2 separate regions of the Zea mays genome follow, and region 1 is linked to region 2. A link is a contact called in public Hi-C data. All regions are on one chromosome and are shown on one strand. Each heading gives the region's core, a stretch centred on a gene start, on an enhancer-like site or on the middle of the called end of the contact. The rest is flanking DNA. Distances are from core to core; before and after follow the strand shown.

What was found. Hi-C and Micro-C count contacts between places; a contact is called where the count stands out from the background.
Region 1: a contact with region 2 is called in a Hi-C map of leaf mesophyll, with 3 times the contacts expected there. The contact joins the promoter of LOC100216606 here to the promoter of LOC100191399 in region 2. A contact is called at or near these places in 9 of 25 Hi-C or Micro-C datasets (bundle sheath, ear, leaf and 3 more).

Annotation. Positions count from the first base shown.
Region 1 is chr7:146,527,605-146,535,235 of Zm-B73-REFERENCE-NAM-5.0, forward strand. LOC100216606 reads left to right here and starts at 1,547. Exons shown (of 8, transcript NM_001143019.1): 1 at 1,547-1,728; 2 at 2,075-2,260; 3 at 3,210-3,413; 4 at 3,897-4,020; 5 at 4,133-4,233; 6 at 4,751-4,825; 7 at 4,900-4,998; 8 at 5,222-5,748. The coding sequence starts at 2,075. The coding sequence ends at 5,368.
Region 2 is chr7:146,370,164-146,377,045 of Zm-B73-REFERENCE-NAM-5.0, forward strand. LOC100191399 reads left to right here and starts at 4,304. Exons shown (of 5, transcript NM_001358448.1): 1 at 4,304-4,713; 2 at 5,823-6,796. The coding sequence starts at 5,849.

The sequences.
Region 1 (7,631 bases), core at 297-2,796, 150 kb after region 2:
TTTTGTTATTATTCTTTCACGTAACTCTTTTTCTTTCTCTCCTTGCGACACATTAGTGGAGGAACCTTGCAGGCTGCCCCAGCCATACCTCGTGTCATCGTAGCCTTGTCAACCTAGCTTGCAGCATCGTCCGCTCGTTCGCCGATGCCACGCCAAACTGGTGCATGTGTGCCTGTTTGGCTGTTTCCCCTGGCCCCGACCTCGTCGGCTCCTTAATCGCTGGAGGAAGAAGAAAAACACGCGGCGAAGAAGAAAGCAAAAGGAAATAGAGGATGATTACCTAACATGTGGAGTTTGGATCATCCTTTAGACCATCTTTTATGTGAAATTTGAGAGCTCCTAGTGTATTGAAAATTGTTTTTGCACCTCGAGGACTAGTTGAGTAAATTGTGTTGGTTATTCTCTTGTTACTCTCCAAAGAGCAACTCTTGTGGGATTGTGGCCGGATGGAGTGTTACTATAGTGTGGTTCTTACGATGCTCGAGTGTTGGGTTTGACATGTGATACTAATTAGTGTGTGAACCATTTAGCTTGGACTCACCATAATGGGAATGTGAGTTATTAGCTAGCATCAGAATATAAATAATAAACCATTGTATTTTTTCAGTTACCTGGTTTTGTTTGATTGCTATCACACTTATTTTTCATTCATATTATTCTCTCGTGTGGTAGTTACTTGGGTAACTATAGAGAAGTTCATGTTGTAAAAGTTATGTCTCTATAGTAACTAATTAAATAACTGATTAAATTTGGATGAGTGAGACTAATATAAAGACTTAGCAACTACTCCTTCCATTCCCTATCTTAAGGCACTGAAGGTTTATCATAAGTTGAAGTTTTAAAACTTTGATCAATAATATTTACAAATATATTGTGCTAGATGTTTTAATAATAAATATAACAGTTTTATTTTATTTAGTCAATGTTTATAAATATTTTGTTATTAATGGTCAAAGTTTTAAAATATTGACTCAGGACAAACCTTCGCGACCTTAAGATAGAGAATATAGGAGTAGTTGTTTAAAGAACTTGTTGTTATGAAATAGTGCCAGAGCAAGTATTCTGTTCTTACACCATCTCTCATATTAATTAAGTTTATTTTAGTATCTTATGGTATTGAAAGAAGTTTTATAAACTATTTATATCTCTCTAGCTATATAAACCCTTATAACTATCTATAATTTAAATTTTACTTTGTGACTCTAAATAAACAATATTTTGTATGTCACTGGCTCTCTTTAGTTGTACGTACTGGGCCTGCCGTGCGCCGTGCACCGCACACCTTTGGGAACACGCGGCTCCGGCCACTTGCAACGATCACGAGCGCATGACGTTGGCCCCACGCCACGCACCACGCTTCGCGGCCCATCCACGCCGTCGATCGCCCGACGGACTGCCCCCGATCTGGGAGACTCCCTCGAGGGCCCCGTGTGTCCGACGTCCGTGTGGGTCCGGCACGGGCGAGCCAGCGCCATCAACCGGCCAACCTCCGCTGTGCCTGCACTGCATCTTTACCACTAGTCGCCGTGCCGTCCCCTCCCCTTCTCTCTCTCCTCGCTCCCCACGCCACGCATCGCCTCGTCGGAACGGAAGGCGGCAGCGCTGCGAGCAAGGGAGGGAGGGAGCGGGGATGAGGATGCTGTCGAAGGCGTGCTCGATTGTGGCCTCCTCCCTCCCGCGCTGCTCCTCCTCCGCCGCCGCCCCCACGGTCGCCCTTCTCTCTCACCTGTACATCGACTCTTCCCTTTTCGCGGTGGTTCTCGGCGGGGGGGTTTGGATCTGGGTTTGGGGATTTTCATCGCGTCGCGTCCCCGTGACCTCCAACTGCCTCGGTTCCAACGGAACAGTCGTTTCGCACGACAGCCCCTGGCTTCCCGCGCTATCGCAAAGATGCCGAGCTGTTTATCGGTTCTATAGTACATCCCTACTTCCCTTTACTCGAGCTAAGTAGTTTTTGTATTGATTTGCACGGTATGGAGATGGGTTTGGTGGTTAGTACCCGTTGCGTGAGTAGTTTCTCTGTGAATTCACGGTCTTGACAAATTTTGGCTTGTTTATGTTTTTTTTTTGGCAGATGAGGGGGCAGCCGTCCTTGCTGCCAAGCGTGCGGAAGCAATGGCCCGGGAAGCCACTGCTGTATGGAATCGGCACCCTGTTGGTCATGCCACTGAGGACACTGTATGGAGTGGGTCGTGTTTTTGGCGCAGGACGGTTTCTCTGCAACATGACCAACGTCTCTTCGTCGCTGCAAATTGAGCTTGTAAGTGGTCTGAAATACTCGTGTGACTTCTAGCTAGCTATTGAGTATTTAGGAGTCTATTGTTTATTAATATTTGCTTAATGCTTATCGATGTAAGCACCCTGTTTTTGTATTGATATGGTGGTGCTCTTTAGGAGAGAATCCAGTGGTAAAAACAGTTGGTTCTGTGGATTTTATTTTATTTCAATCAGTTGTGATGAGTTTCTTACAATTGGATGCCATTGCTTTGTAGAAAGAAAATACAAGGCAATTTTAGTAGAAAAGTGCTGATGTCCATGAAAAGAAGTCTCATTCTCGATCAACTCTCTCTCACTGCTTTGCTCATGCTTGCCGTTTTGCTCTGTTTCCTCTGTTCTCTACCTAACTATGATGTTAAGCTGAATCTATTACTGACATTGTTAAGCTGAAGCATGCATTGGTGGGCACATAATTTGCATGTTATTTTCACAGTTTCCTCCACACAAATGACAACCTTTCTTTAGATGGAACAGCATGACTCCTAACCTAGATCATCATAGTGGATATCATAAATAAATAGTAGACATTGTTATGAATAGCGGAAACAATAAATAAGACATTTTTTGAAGGCAACGACTAATATGCAAGCAGTCGGTGCAAGCGTGCAAGCAACTTTCTTGGTCTGTTAGATCTAGATCCAACCGTATGTGCAATCATGGTTTGTTAGGGGTTTTTTTATAAAGTTACACGAGGTAGTGGTGGGATGATTTAAATGCTAAATATGGCATACGGTTAAATCTAGATCTAACGGATCAAGAGACCTGCTTGCACGATTGTACCTAATGGCTGCTTGCATATTAGTCGTTGCCTTTTTTGAATGGTTTTTTTATTATCAGCTGTTACCATGAATTTGTTGCTCTTTACATAATTACCCTCCTATATGTAGATATTTCTTGTCATTCAATCAACATCTGTCCTGGTTCATATGCAGGTACCATGCCTTCGAGATAACTATGCGTATATCCTGCATGATGTTGATACTGGAACAGTTGGAGTAGTGGATCCTTCTGAGGCTATGCCTATTATAAATGCATTGGAAAAGAGAAACCAGAACTTGACTTATATACTGAACACCCATCATCACTATGATCATACTGGTGGAAACTTGGAATTGAAGGCAAAATATGGTGCAAAGGTATAGCTTTGGGCTATTTTATTTGTTCTTTCTTTTTCTGTATCGTTCAGTGACTCTGATACAGTATGTGACAATGACACAATCAAAATGGGTTTTTGTTATGAGCTAAAGTGAAGACAATAGTGCTATACCCAATGATGGAGTTATTATGAGTGTTTTTTAAAGTATATTCTTATCAATAAAGTATCTGTTAAATTCGACAATACTTATAGTTTTCAAGATTGAATTATATAACTGAAGTTTAAAACAGAGCAGATACTAATGGCTATGCCTCAAGTTTGAGTATGTCATTTGCCTACAGTATCAAATCAAAGTTTTGATGATTTTCTAGGTGATTTGAAGGAAACTGTTTGACGCAAATATTTTTTCTTTAGTTTTCATTGTTTCTACACTGGATTGCTCCTGCCACCTGAAATACTTAATTGCATATAGAATAAGATTGGTGTGTCTCATTTAGTCTTCTGGTGATCATATGCATTTTAGGTAATTGGTTCTGAGAAGGATAAGGACAGAATACCTGGCATTGACATCACGCTTAAGGAGGGTGACACATGGATGTTCGCTGGCCATCAAGTTCTTGTACTGGAAACTCCTGGGCATACAACAGGTGTTTGATGGAAAATTTCTTATGACTCATCTTATATTCGTTCTTGCCTTCAAAGTTAACTCCTGCACTGCACATGAAGGCTTTTCGTTAACTTTTCATGTATTTTTATTAGGTCATGTGTGCTATTATTTCGCTGGTTCTGGAGCTATATTTACAGGTGACACCTTGTTCAATCTATCATGCGGAAAGCTTTTTGAAGGGACTCCACAGCAGGTTTTTCACTTGCTTGCAAATATCTTCATTTACATGTATGTTGTGTGAAGGTGCTACTGGACTTCTGTGACAAGCTACTCCTTTGTAGTGCTTTTATTTCACTAAAGAAGTCTCTTAGTTGTGAACAACAAACATTTTTGTTGGAGTTTCTTAATTTTTTGATTGAACTTAAATTATTTTCTCAGCTGCAACTATTAGAACCTATAAGCATGAGTAAGCAAGATATGTGTATAGGTTAAAAATGGTTCATGAACTTGAAAGACTGAGTTTGTTCTACATTATGTCAGTATTTGTACTTTCATTTGTTTGAACATAGGGATAATTGTGATTAAATCTAACGATTATTATGATTTAATGGGCTTTAGTTATTTAATAAAGATCTAGAAGGTTGTGAACTCTTTGTAGTTTAATTTATCATCTACGGCTCAGTAACTTTTCCTTTTTTGTAGAAGGTATGGAAAATGCTGTTCCATGTATCTTTGAGATTACATGACCATTTGAGCCTGTCTCATTGCAGATGTATGCCTCACTCCAGAAAATTACAGCTCTACCCGATGATACAAAAGTATACTGTGGGCATGAATATACCTTGGTGAGTAATTTTTCATTTCATTTCCAGTCTCCTGCATCTATCTGTTATTTAATGCCTGATGTTCCTCTATGCAGAGTAATGCAAAGTTTGCCTTGAGTGTAGAACCGGGAAATAAAGCATTGCAGGAATATGCTGCAAATGCAGCTGAGCTGCGTAATAAGAATATACCCACGGTAATGTTATCTGTCTTTGTGACAAGCTAGTGCTTCTTAAGCATGAAATTATGCATTTCTAGCTTTGTTTACCTTAAAAGTCCTCGATTCTATTCTTTCTTGTGGACATTTCATAATGTGGAATCCATAATTTATTTCATGATCCATCTGCAATACTTAACTAGAGAGCGTTTCCACCTTTTACTCTGACCTTAAATCCTTAATCCAAATTTCACGTTTGCAGGTGCCAACAACAATTGGAAGGGAGAAGGAATGCAATCCTTTCTTGCGGACCTCCAATCCAGAAATTAAGAGAACACTGTCCGTTCCAGATCATTTCGATGAAGATCGGGTGCTTGGAGTTGTCCGTCGAGCAAAAGATAACTTCTGACTAACAAAAGGAAATGCTCGTGACGTATGACCCATATCTTGTTAAAGTTCAGACAGAGAACCTAAGTCACAATAAACATAGGAGGAAATGAAGGTATATATGTTTGAGCTAGATTTTGAAATGCTTCGGCAAAATTATGTCGAGTGTATGTAGCTTGGGCAGTGCAGTGCTTGTCTATAGCAACCAATGATTCTTTTGACCACTACAAATAAGCGTGTTCTGCTATCATCTACTCTCTGTAAAAAAAACGCCACGTAGCCGTTTCATAGTCGATCTTCAGTTCTTATTCAATACTTCAACTTGGCGGTTTGCACTGTGGCAGTGGATATTACTTGAATGCATTGCACTGCGATCTGTAGGGATCCATGTTTGTTCGCTGCATGAATATGGTATCAACAGTGCAGTGCTTGGAAATGTACATATAGGCTAATATGAAAAGGTGCTTATTGGGGGCCTTTGCTTGATGACATGAACGCCAGGCTTGGATTTTACGTCACATTTCGGGGAGATTGCCGTTCAATCATCAACCATGATCGATGTGATGCGTCACCGACCAATAGATTTTAGACGATGTTCCATGATTCTTCCGAAGCTTCGCTGGTAGTGTTAACGGTCTGGATGTTTCTCTCGCGCTCAACTTTGAGCTCGTGGTACTATGGAAGTTTACCACCCGAAACAGGCCAAAAGTTAAATCAGCGAACTATTGTCATATTGATTCCCCCGAACAAGTGGAAAGTTAAGGGTTAGTTTGGGAGCAAGGTAATTGAAGGAGACTGAGAAGGCTAGAATCTCCGATTCTCTTTCCAAACTAGCTGCTAGTTTGGTAACTTAGGTGCTGTTTGGTTCACGAAATGTAACGTAAAGGGTAATGGTAATGGTTTACACTCGATTACGGGCGGTAACAAGTTTGAATAGTCTGGTATCAATTTTTAGTATGGTATCTGATTACGGTTGGACTAAAGCAAACATGATTTAACGTTATCACTTACCCATTACGTTACAAATATTTGAACCAAACGGTACCTTAAATCTTCTATGGAATTTTTAGGGGTTAAGTGGGAAATTAGAAGTAAGGGTTGGTTTAGTCGATATGGAAGTTGAGGGATCTATATTTGAATAGCGAGGGGATTCCTCTCCTATATATCTTCTCTATTTTCTTGTCCACCAAATCAGCCTGGTTCCCCTTTTTACATTAATATTTGAATATTAATTATGAGTATTAAATATAGACATAATTTGTCTCGTTCTTTAGTCTTCATCTATATAATAATTTTATAAATAAGCTAAATTTATTGTCAATAATTATTATTCAAACAACTAAACTTTAATTAGGCATATTTGAGTTGTCTTACATGATCTGTTTGAATTCGACACGATTAAGGGCGGGGTGGGGTCGCTTGATAAAAGAGCCAATTGCTAGCTAATTAAAAATTAGCTAAAATTAGTTATTTTGCATCTAAACAATAGAGCTAACATGTGAGCTGATTATTTAGACAAAGTGTTCAACAAGTTGTTAGCCAACTGTCTAACCAATTTTACCTATTTAGTCTAACTTATAACTAGTTCTAGCTTATAAAAACACACGTTAAGCTTGAATACATATGCATGTCATAGTTTATTCTAGTAATTTAAGTGATTTATACATATGAAATAAATTCAAACCTCTTGGAACTACATATTATCTTGCTTGAGAAAAAACATATTAGCAAACAAGCTCCGAAGTATTCTTAGAGCCAAAGATCGAAATTATTTACACGCAAAAGTAAGATGAAACCTTTTACACAAATGTCGAGCGTGCAGCTCAATATATGCAGTTCTTACCTAGTTTTGATTTGAAAAAAAAAGAAGTAAAACAAAAGCGGCCAAGATTGTGAAACGAAAATCCCTCTCTCCCCATTTCTTCATTCTTGTCCCCCACCCACCTCCGTCCATCTCCCACCCCTGTACACCTGTTCAGCCGATGTTGTCGCTGACGTTGCCCGGGATGTGATCAATGTCGACGAGGACTCCGCGCCCTACCCTGACTCGCGACATTGTGTTTCCTCATCGTGATGTGCTTGGACTTGGGATCCTTGGGTTTGGAGGTGTCATTGGTCTGACGGGCCGCTTGGGTTTTGGCTGTGGGCGTAGTTTGGGAATGCAGTGAGCGAGCTGAGGGCGCATGTGGAGATGATTGTGCTGAGTGCGGACGGAGTGGATGGGATGAGGACGTGCGTTCTGCGCCCGAGCAATCTCTTCGGTCCGCGCGATTCCAGCTTGGTGA
Region 2 (6,882 bases), core at 3,054-5,553:
TCCTCCCGGCGCGGCGTACGTCGATCTCCGGTAGCTCCCTCCTCCCTGCTGCTCAAGGTCTCGGGTCCTCCCTCCATCCCTGGCTTTTACTGATATTTTGTATTAGCTGCTCCAAGTCTGTATTATTAATTAGATCTTTTTCATCACTTTACTTATATTTTGTCTCTGCTTATATTTTGGCAGGTATCATATAATTCTGGAGTCAAACATTTTATATTTTGGCAGGTATCTTCTATAATTTCAATTGTTGTGCATGTCTGAACTGAAAAAACATAGACATCTTCTGTTTTTTGTATTATTGAACATTTAAGGGATCACCACATGGACATATTTTTAGTCTCTTTGTCCTGGTGCAGCTCTGCGGTAGCAACGGAAATAATGAATACTACATTGGAACTGGAGTGGATAGCTGTGTTTGAGTTCGATTTTTACTGCATACATATTTTTGTTGCTACTTTTAGCTACTACTAATTGAGTGATAAAATTGATGCAGCTTGCAGGTTTTCAGATGGAAGTTGTTAAAACTACTCATGCACTGTTTGTATTATAGTTTAGACGGTTCATATTATATTTCGTTAGGAATAATTATGTTATTTGCTAGCTCACTATTTATAGCTCTACAGGTGCTCAATGGTCTTCTCATTAGGAGTTGAAAGTTGCCTAGAGGGGGGGTGAATAGGCAAGTTAAAATTTTTTCAACAAAAACTAGAAGCAAACTGGGTAAAACTGAATTGATCTCGAAATTCACCCAGTTAACTTTGGAAATGAGATGTTCTAGTTGATCCACAGGGTTCAAAATAGTAGATCTGAGAAGGGCACTTCTCAAAATCCACACACCAAATATATATAAACAAATCTTCCACGCAATGGTGAGAGAACGAAGAACACAAACAAACACAATGAGCAAGAACACAAGAGACACAAGATTTATCCCGAGGTTCGGTCACACCACCAAGGTGCCCTACTTCCTCGTTGAGGCGCCCACAAAGAGCCGGGTCTCTTTCAACCCTAATCCTCCCTTTGCCAACCACAGAGGTCAAGCCCACACAATAATCTTTACTCAAACGAGCGGGTAATACAAACTTTCTTGTGGTCTTCCACAAGATTTGGAGACTCACAAGAGACACCTAGTCGTCTAGGAGCTAGAAGCTCCAAGAGTAATGAATCCACAAAGAACTCGATGTAGTACCAAAGCTCGAATCAAGAAGAGCAAGAGAGATTTGGAGATGAAGCACAAAAACCGCAGCTCTCAAACTCACTCAAAGATTTCTCTCCAAAGATTTGAAATGGGAGAGGCAAGAGGTGTGTGAGAGAGAGTGGGAGGTGTTTCTCAGGTTGGGAATGAAGTTTTGTGCGTGCTATTCTGTGGGGAGAGAGGTAGGAGTGAGTATATATAGGTGGGGCTCCAAAACTAGCCGTTTTTGACTTTTCTGCTCAAAAACCGGTTGAACCGGTCCCAAAACCGGTTGAACCGGTTTTCAAAAAGCTGCGCACAGCTTTTTGGCTGACACAGCAGACTGGCAGAAAAAAGTGAACAGTGCAAAAACCGGTTGAACCTGTTTCCACCAGACAAAAACCGGTTGAGTGTCCGGTTGAGTGTCCGGCTGAACCAGTATTTTGAAAAAAGGTGAACAGTGCAAAAACCGGTTGAACCTGTTTTAAAACCGGTTGAACCTGTTTTTCCAAAAATCAATTTTGACCAAGATAGACTTTAAAAGGTTGTACTACATACTTTCACTAAGGATTAACAAGGGTAAAATGGAAGTTTTGGATCAAGGATTTTTGAGCTTTTGTACCAACACCAACCTTCTTTTTGGATCCCCCTTGATAGTACGACGATTCCTATACTCAAGTTAAATAAAATATAATTAAGTAAACTCCTTGAGTCATTGGTGTCTCAAGTGTGATTTCTCCATGGTGTTGCTTCATAAGGATCACAAACATCTTTGTCTCACCTTTTGAAGCAAACACAAATCGAGCCTATGACTTGTGCCATTTCACCATATATGAGTTCAAATCATGGCTTCAAGTCACCTTACTGATGCATCAACATGTTGTAACTCTTCATAGCTGATTAGTTCATCGACTTAGTGCAAGTACTCTCTTCTTCACCTTAGCCATGGTACCTCGGTCTACAAGCCGTCGCTTGGCCTTCACCTTCGCTTAGTTCCTCGAAGCCCTTTCCTTGCTATCTTCACCCTATCAAGCCATTCTTGAGTCACATCCTATTGAGCATCCATTGAGAGAATCATTTCTTCAATATTGTGAACCTTGCTTGAATGTCATCTAGATATAACTGCTAAGATCAATCAAGCTCTAGTTTGATTCTCATATATTCATATATGGACTAATAGTAATATGGTCAAGCCAATTCACGATTCCTCATATCTTGTTCACTTTGGCTTGACCAATCCTCTTAATCACTTCAACCTCTATTATGATCATATTTATGCATAGTGATTTCTCAGGACTTGTCCATATATTCAAACCAATATAGAGACCATATTATATCCATTTGCATTGTCTCACTGGTTATTTGACCTTGTGTTGAACTTTGTTCACTGATCATTATACACTATTCAAGTATGTTCATCATACTGAATTCCCTGTTCAACACTTAGCAAATTTGTTAGACCTTTAAATGTGTTGTTATCCAAATCACCAAAACTCACAAAAGGGATGAATGCACTTTCAGGAGTGATAGAGCAGAAGCTGTATCAATTCCAGTTGGAATAATTCCTGCAGGGTCTGACAACTCACTTGTCTGGACTGTTTTGGGAGTTAGAGATCCTATTTCTGCATCATTATTAATTGTTAAGGTATTACGAGTTTCAATATTTTTCTCAAACACTCCATCACCATCATTACTGTTGGTGTTCGATGGTGACTTCCTATATGAGGAGTGTCAGCAGTATATTTTGCATACTTGATTTTGTTCAAATAAGTCTGTTACTAAATCTTGTTCTCATGAGGATAAATTCTTTTGTGACAGGCTGGTTTCACAGCTCTAGATATCTTGGTTGTCGAGTGGACCAAGACCTTGAAGAAGCATTTGAAGGACTTTATCTTAATGACCCTTAGAGCTTAGGCCCTACACTTTGTAATCTCCTACTATTCTTCTTGTTCCTACTCTATTCTAGTGATCTGGACATCTGGTGATGTAAACTGTACTCTCTGTATTTAAGATCTCTTTATCTCTGATGTCATCTATCAAATGTCATATGTTTTAGTTTTAGGGTTTTGTGCTGTAAGTTTTACGGTTTTTTGTGCTATCGGTTTTGGGGTGTTTTTGCTAAATATAGTTTTGTGTTTGCGGGCTCGGGCTGGCCCGGGTCACTAAATGGCCCGTGCTATTCGGGCCGGCCCGGCATGGTCGGGCCTAGACCGTGCCGTGCTCGGGAAGAGGTTTGGGCCCGTCGGGCGGCCCGGCCCGGCACGGTTAAGTAGCTGGGCCTAACCGTGCCGGGCTCAAACGGGCCGGGCTGAGTCGGGCTCGGGCTGGGCCGGGCCGTGCCGCCCGTTTGGACATCTATAAGGTGGAGTACTCCACCACGCTGAGCACTGTTCCGCGTCGATTAGCAGTACTAAACTGATAACTACGCATAATCGGCCGACCGGCGGGCGCGGGGTGGTTACGGGGTGCCAGTCACTCGCCGGCTACGTCGTCGCCGCTAATCATCAATTCGATCGGTGGCGGCGGCAGCACCGGCCATCGCTACTGCTGTGCTTGGTTCATTCCCTCGTGCAAAAGATGGACAGTACGCTGTGCTGTACATTAATACGGATCCCTATCATGTCGAATTCGCGGGAGATCTGTGCAAAATCACGGGCAGGCAGGGTTGTCCTGGGTCTGCTCTGCTCTCTTTTCCGCTCGTCTCTTTCGAGAGGATGATGATAAAATAAATAAAAGGTGATGTGGAGACTCCCTCCTCCCGAACGGCCAAGCCTGTCTCTGTCTGCCCCCCTTGGAAAGCAACGGCTCACCGCAATCCGACTGCCATCTCCCCTAGTGCCTACTGCACTGCACACCACGCAAGGGCGCAAGGCCTAGGCCGGCCACGAGCCCACGACGGGCGCCTGCTTTGCTTGTGCCTGTGCTGCTGCTTGAAGCAGCACAGCAGTGGACGCGTCCGCCGTCCGCTGGCTTGCGTGTGTCAGCTGCGCGTTGCGGTTAGCCGGTTACTAGGCTGGGCACCCCCACCCCTCGCCGGCTGCCCGGTCTCTTCACTCCACATCCTAGTATCCCACAGGCCACACAGCCAACTTGGCTGGAGAAAGAGGTGTAGAGAGACTCGTCTCTAGCTCTCTGCTCCTCTCGGCTGGAGCGAGCGGTCCACTCCAGGGCTGGAGGCAGCCACAGCCAAGCCGAAGGCAACGAGTGGAGACCGGACACCGGAGCCGCGGAGCGGGAGACCATCCTTGACTTGTTTTTTCCGCCCCTTGGATGTGACGACTGACCGGATGAGACGCGCGCGGCCGCGCCTCTCCCCACTCCGCTGACCGGACCTGCGTGCCCTGCGACCGCACCAGCGCGGAGCTGCGTATCCCGCCAGCGGTGAGCCGGTGGAAGGACCCCGCCCGCCCTGCTCTTCTCTGCTCCAAATCCAAACCAGCCTTTTTCCCCCTCCGTGCGCCCACAGCAAAGCCCGATGAGGAGACGAGAGTGAAGAAGAAGAAGAAACCACTAGGCGCGGCAAGGATTTGCTCCGAGAGGTTCGCGTTCCCCCGATTCCCTATCCTCCTCCCCTGCTCCAAGATTTTTTTCCCTTTTCCCTTTCCTTCCCTCTCCGAGCGCTTCGCTTTTGCGGGTTTTTGCCTTCTCTTTTGCACCCAATCGACTCTCTCTCTCTCTCTCTCTCTCTCTCTCTCTTCCCCCGAAATATTACTATTTGCCATTGCTTGCCTTGCCGCTTCCTCCGACAAGGAAGAACACTTGTTCAGGACAACCCTGGGGTGAGGGTTGGTGCGAAGTGTCTGCTCCTTGCTGTTATATCCTCCGCTAATTGCTTTGCGTCCAAGGTTGTTTAAGGTTGCACGAATTGATTGGGCAACCGGCGGTAGTACTTTTCGTGCGCAAGATTTGGTTGGTGGTGTTCTTACCCTCTCTCGCAGGATAGCTGCTCTCTCTCTCTCTCTCTCTCTCTCTCTCTCTCTCTCTCTCTCTCTCTCTCTCTCTCTCTCTCTCTCTCTCTCTCTCTCTCGAAGATTTTCTTTGTCGAGGGAAAAGTTGGGTTTGGGGACGACAGGACCACCGCCGCCTACATTGATGACTTCTGCTACGTACTAGTATGTGGAGTACCTCTTGTCGTGTTGAGCATGTTTCGGGTTGGACCGAGTTCAATTCGTTTCCTTACAAGCAAAGACATATATTCCCCAGGCGTACTCCCTCCAGTCCAGAACCACCGCCGGAGTATTCCGAGCGGCATTTCCTGCATAAACACCGGTGCCAATCAGGAGGGTTCTGTGTGTTTCTGTCAGTTTAGTGATAGTACTCTTCAATAGAATCGCGCGATTTTGTTCATCTGTGTCCTTTCTGAAATCATCGTTTGTCTCCGTGCAATTCTTAGGTTCCATTCCGTATCCGGATCACCGTGCGGAAATTCTTGGTTGGTATGGTATGAGTAAATGCGATCTGCAGTGACTTGTGAGACAGGTTTCTGCACATTAGATTCACGAAAAAGTTGCGACCTTTATTGCATTCAGGAGTGTTGGTCGGAACTGCCAGGTTGCCTGCCGGATTTTTACCTTTTGGTTCCGATTTGTCCCGTGCTTTTATTAGATGACGATGACATGATAATCACACTGCTGGTTGGATAATGCAGAGTGATGCGCTTAAGGATTCACGACAATGGCTTCATTGGTGCCCGGTGTCCTCGTGAAGCTCCTTCAGCATATGAACACGGATGTAAAAGTCGCCGGCGAGCATCGCTCCTCGCTCCTTCAGGTTGTCAGCATCGTCCCAGCGCTCGCCGGGAGCGATCTTTTCACCAACAAAGGCTTCTACCTCAAGGTGTCGGATTCATCCCATGCGACCTACGTTTCCCTTCCAGAGGAACAGCATGATCTCATCTTGAGCGACAAGATTCAGCTGGGCCAGTTCATCCATGTAGACCGTCTAGAGGCTGCCACTCCTGTTCCCATCCTTAGAGGAGTTCGCCCAGTTCCGGGTCGCCATGCTTGCGTTGGCACCCCTGAGGATCTTGTGGTGACCAGCTCCTCCAGTTTTCATGGCAGCAAGAAAGCGCAACCATCAAATGGAACGAATGATGCCAGCATCTTGTCGCTAGAAAAGGAAACGAGCAAATTGGAGAAAATAAATGCTTCACGTAAGCTTACCGGGACGGAAAATAAGAAGCCGATGCTCACCAAATCAAACTCTTCACTGTCAAGACAAGCTTTGAATGTGATTGGTGATAAGAAGGAAGCGGTTAAATCAAAGGTGAAGCCAGCTATTACCAGGTCTACACCTTCATCACCAACCAGTGTCTATTCTTTACCTGCGTCATTCGACAGATTCTCTAATGATCTGAAACAGAGGAACAGAGTAAAAGGAGCAGAGAAAGCTTCATCTTCTAGGCTTTCCTTGTTAGAAAAGGCTGCTTCTGTTTTGAAGGCTACTAGTGCCGGGAGAAAGCCCTCTGCTGCCAATTCGATCAGTAGCTCTGTGTTAAGTATTGGATCAGGGCCAAAGGCCTTGAGAAGAAGCTGGGAAGGAAACACGGATATTAAAGGAAAAGGCAATTCAGAATCAAAGACAGCCAAACCTGACAAGAAGTCTGATAACAAGATGCCAATGGTATGTAAAATGCTGACTCTCTCTATCATTGTATAGATAATGCATTTAGTTTGTGTCACTAGTGACCACTGTGTTCAGCCACTTTC